Linked DNA regions of Bos taurus: region 2 is linked to region 1. A link is a contact called in public Hi-C data. All regions are on one chromosome and are shown on one strand. The core of a region is the stretch at or near the end of the contact, and the rest is flanking DNA. Distances in the headings are between cores, read along the strand shown. Region 1 has its middle 43 kb from the start of IL20RB. Region 2 holds the start of STAG1 (stromal antigen 1).

Evidence for each region. Hi-C and Micro-C count contacts between places; a contact is called where the count stands out from the background.
Region 2: a contact with region 1 is called in a Hi-C map of liver, with 11 times the contacts expected there. The contact joins the promoter of STAG1 here to the enhancer-like site in region 1. A contact is called at or near these places in 4 of 11 Hi-C or Micro-C datasets (liver, skin fibroblasts and an unstated tissue).

What each region holds. Positions count from the first base shown.
Region 1 is chr1:132,163,009-132,165,535 of ARS-UCD2.0, forward strand. No RefSeq gene overlaps it. Among named protein-coding and RNA genes, the nearest start is that of IL20RB, 43 kb to the right of the region's middle. Within about 2 kb of position 1,268, at least 10 of the 102 cell types and tissues checked have an H3K27ac peak or open chromatin away from gene starts, as enhancers often do.
Region 2 is chr1:132,418,180-132,420,706 of ARS-UCD2.0, forward strand. STAG1 (stromal antigen 1) reads left to right here and starts at 1,263. Exons shown (of 35, transcript XM_059889103.1): 1 at 1,263-1,446.

The DNA.
Region 1 (2,527 bases), core at 18-2,517:
GCCATTCCTTTCTCCAGGGGTCTTCCCAACCCAGAGAGTGTACCCGGGTCTCCCACATTACAGGCAGATTCTTTACCACCTGAGCTACCAGAGAAGCCCAACCTAGGCTTAACCTGAGGGCTGTTTCATTTCGACCTGTTTCTAAGTGCAAGATTCCAAAGTCTTCAGTGAAACGGGCATTACCTGGGAAAGCCCTCCAGTGTGGGTAATGTAGGTGGGATGGCATCAGGGGGCCCAGCTCTGGGGTGTGATCTCCTAAGGCTAGAAACCTGTAGTAACATCAGTAGACAGTTTGGCAGAAGACTTGCTGGCATCTCCAGGAAATTTGGAGATACGTGGCCACCTTGTAGATGGGTGATTTGAAAGCACAGGAGCAAATGTAGAAGTTACTTCGGTTTACACAGGCACTTATTTTTTCAACAGTCAGGTTTTTTAAGGTTGCTTTTTAAAATTTCCCCAGTGGGCTCCAATGCAGGGACTGGGGACACAAACCTCCTCCCATAGGAGAGTTTGTCCTTTGGCTCTGGGGGCTTTCTGCAGGTGCCTGGCAAGGCGTCTCAGTTTTTCCTCCAGGGTCCTTTATGGGGTTTTACTGCGGCTCCTGCGCTGGTGGCCCCTCGCTGAAGGAGGCGGAAGGGGCTGTGTCTTCCCTCCTGCTCCCACCTGCGTGTGCTCCCACCTCCAGGGAAGATAGATTTTTCCGGGCTTTTTTGTTTGATCCTTGAGGACCTGACAGCCAGCAAGAGAAAATTGTAATTTGGGTTCACCTCTTGTGTGCCGGTTCCAAATGTCACAGTCTGGGTGCCAAAATAATTAACACGACTCCCCTGTCATGGACACAAACCCCACCACCACCCAAATAAGTCACTTAAACCCTGAGATAGGCTATAGAATACAGGAGAAAATATCAAAAACTGTTTTTTAAAGATGTATGGAAGGGCAGCACAGAGGAAAGACTGGTAGACAGAGGCCTGAGGCAGAGGCCAGGGTCCAGCCAGGAGGGAGAGCCACAGGAGCACTGAGCAGAGCCCTTCATGGAGTGCGAGGGGCAGACTGAGCATGAGTGAGGATATGGTGTCTGCTAAATTATAAATCCCCTGACGATGGTGGAGGTTTGCCAGGGACCAAGCCCATGGAAATTCTGCAGTTCTCATTCTAGGAAATTTGCCCGAGTTTTCCTTTTCTCTCTCCAGGAAGCCCAGGGCACTTCCAGGCAAATGGGAACAAAAGAAGGAATTTCCAGCACTAAACACTAGGTGGCGCCAGACACCCGTGGACGTGATGAGGTCCCCACTCCAGGCGGGCTCCGAAGCTGGTCCCTAAAGGGACCGGGTCAGGCCAGATTCCAAGGAAACTGAGAACTCTGAGCGCCCACAGGAAGTTAGCCAAAGGAAAAAACCAGGGCACACAGAAAAATTAGAAAAATTAAGAGATGGGGAAGGGTAGCACAGAAGCTAGACAGTCTATAAAAGGAAATTTTAAAAGAGTTTTGCCAGGGAATCCCTGGAAAAACAGGAGATGGGCAAGTGCAGAGGCAGGAAGGGGAGGCTGTTGCAGGCATTCGGCAGGTCATGGCCTGGGCCAGGGAAGGGTGGTACAGAAGAACGCCTTCTGACTAATGTAGCTACATTTACCAGTTTGCATTTACAGGTATGCTCCTTAGATACAGTGAGTCAACAAGCCCAACAGGATTCAATAACAAGACTCAGTAGAAATACATTTTATTCATCTTCTTTGAGAATTCATTGTATTAACATTTGCTCTTTTCGTGTACAGTTACGGACCCGTGACTTTGCAAATGCGTTGTGCCTATTGATATCAGCCAGTATTCTCCTTTTGATGCTCACATTGTCCCAACTTTGGCCGAGGCAAATTTACCTCTTTTAGATTGATTCTTTGCATAATTTTGAATGACCCAATTATTTAAAGCTTTTTGCTTCTGGCCCAACAAGGTATAAGTGTCCTGGCATTATTATCTTGCTCATTTCTACCCCAGACCAGGTATGGAATCAGACATTGCTCCAAGAAACCCTGGCTCCTTTTGAGAGAAAAATAGCAAAAAAAAAAAAAAAAAAAAAGGCAAAATATGGGGTACATTCCAACTAGGCCACTTCGGTAGCAAAAAGCCCAAAAGGAAATCTACTTCTAATGTCATGTTTTATAAAGGCATGACTTCATATGGATAGACTCAATTCAGTTTCACTGCTCCTACTCAAATAACTGAGTGTACCATTGACCTTCCCTTTCACTAATCCTGAAATCTAGCTTCCTATCCAAACAAACATAATTATTTACTTGCTGTGACAACTTAAGAGAATAGCTCAAAAAAAAAAAAAAATACACTATCAGTACAAACAGTAGAAATACTGAGTGAAGTTCCTGTTTTAGGCTGCACACTCTTAAGGACTTGTTGCCAAAGCATTTGCTCTAGAGTCACACTTAATCTGAGCTTCCCCAGTGGCTCAGCAGTAAAGATTCCACCCACAATGTGGGAAATGTGGGTTGTAATTCCTGGGTCAGAAAGATT
Region 2 (2,527 bases), core at 13-2,512, 260 kb after region 1:
GTCACGACTTCATAGCCAACCAGGTAGAACTGGGGCTTTCTCCAGTGAAAAACCACACAGTATGACCTTTGAGAGAGAAATCAGAAATTGGGATAATTTATTGGAGACTGACCCTTAAGACTATAAAGGAGTCGAGCGATTCTAAGGCAATACAGAAATAGAGCTTGCTGGCTACAGTAACAAGAGAATTTAGTCATAAATGGGGCTGATGACCTGCGAGATTAAGGATTCACTTCTGTATTGAAAGTTTTGAGTGGGTGAAAGGTAGGAGCCACGATCAGGCAGAGGCAGGGGGTAGAGTAGGGAAAAGGCGACATTCAAAGGCATATTTTGGGCATGATCTCACGCTAGTCAATTGTTTCCCTTTTGGCAGCTAAACGGCTAGGATTCTCCCGTCCATTTCAGAGCTACTGAGAATAGTCTTAGGCTGTGGAAGGAGAAATCTGATTCCAAAGCGGAGGCTGTATTTTCTCAATCTACTTACATTCTTTCCTCACTAACTAGCCAATGCTGCCGCCTTATGCAAAGCCGGCACCACGGAAAGGATCTGCTTTAGAGGCAGTGACGACGCCAATCGGCCTGGGGCGCGCAGTGTTGCGTCTAGATGCACGGCGAGGGAGGTCCCAAACAGCTCTCAAAACCTTTTCACCCAGGCCCGGGAAAGCACCTCGTCAACCGTAGACAATAAATCGCTCGTACAATGCTAAGCTCTGAGGCCCTGGTTGACACCAGGAGAGGCGGGAGCGTGGTTTAGCGCTGCCACCCTTCCGCTTTTCTGCAGAGGCGGGGGATGGGGGCAGCTGGACCGGGCGGGGCTGCGCTAGTCCAGCGACCTGGGGAGGGGCCGCGGTGAAGGGGCCAGGGGCGGGTTTCCCTCCTAGGTCTCGGAAAAGCTCCAAAAATGGCGGGCGGCAACTCAGCTAGCGGGGCGCGCAGGCGCCACTGCCGCCATCCTTCCGCCCGCCTCGGGCGGCCCACGAACCTCCACAGCCCCCTCACGGAGAGGTATCCGCCGCTTGCGATTGGCTGAGCTGGGCCAGCGCTCCGTGCGGGGGCCGGGCCGCCACGCAGAGGCCACGTTTCCCGCCCCGCTGGTGCGCGTGCGCGCAATCCCCACAGGAAAGCGTTCGCGCGCGTCCCCGCCGCGGCCCCCAGCTCGCGCCTCAGCTCCCTCCCCTTTCCGGGCAGGCCCGTCCCGTCAGCGAGGCAGTAAGCACCGCGGCCAGCAGAGGGCGGTCCGGACCCAAGTCTGCAGCGGCGCCATTGGCGTGTGGAAAATGCCACCAGATGGCGGGTTAGGATTGCAGCTCCGTTGAAGGCGCGGCCCCCGCTCCCGAACCCCCGGCGACCACCCCGTAACAACCCCCCCACATCGGGAATAACACACCGGAGACTTTTGGGGGGAAACTAGGTCGACGGCCGGCGGTGCCCGGATGGGCAGCTGAGGTGAGCGCGGGCGGCGGCGACGGCGGCGGGGGGCGGGAAAGAGGGGGAATGCGGCGGCAGCGGCGCGGGGGCTGGAAGCGCCGATCCAAGATGGAGGCCGGGCGAGAGCGAGAGAGCGCGAGCGGAGAGCGGGCGGGCCGGGCGCGGGCCCCGCGCGGGGGAGGGAGGCCGCGCAGGCCTGTGCGGGGCGCGGCGGTCTCCGGCCGTCCGGGCGCCAGTGGGGACGGCTGTGGGCGCGGCGGGTACCCCGGAACCCTAGTCGCTCCGCACCCCTCCCGCGGGCCCCGAAAATTGTGCCCCCGCCCGCTCGGGCACTACGGCGACGGGCGCGGAAGCCTTTGTGGCGCGCTCGGGCCCGCCGCCAAGCCCGCCCTCCGCCCCCCCGCCCGGACTCTCGGGACTCGCCCGCGCCCGGCGGGGCCGGGCCGAGGCGGCTGGTGCGAATGCCATCCGCCGCCCTGCGTTTCTGCGGTGTTTTAGCGGCGGCGGCGTCGTCACATGACAACGAGCTCGCCTCGGCTGAGGGGCCTGGGGGTCGCTCGGCGAGGCGACCGGCCCAGGCCTCTTCTCAGTGGGGAGGAGCGGGGGGCTGGCGCCTGGGGCAGAGGGGACGTCAAAGCCGGGCCTTTCCCGCTATCTGCCCTCCCCGCCCCCGACGGAGGCCTCCTTGTGAAACGTGTGCAGGCCGGAGCACTGCCCCGCTAGTTTTCCAGCCCCCCGGGAGACGAGGCCAATAAAAGTTGTTTTCCCTCCTTTCTCGGGGTGGGGGCGGGGTGAAGAGCTAGGAAACGGGAGTGCTTGGAGTTGAACCTGGGCCTCAATTGGAGAGTCCAAACTGGGTGCTTCTTGTGTGCTATGGGGACTAAGAAATTTTCAGGTTTTAGGATAGTCACGTCACCTCTTCTACCTACATTTAAAATGTTAACCGATTCTCTTCATATTGCAGAGAATCGTGCCCCGGGAGTGTAAAGCAGGGGATGGTTTTGGGCACTTATAGATTCAAACCAATGCTGTTTGTATGCGACGATAGCGAATTATTTGCTGTTCGTCGATGTTAAGATGATGTGTATAGTTTATTTTC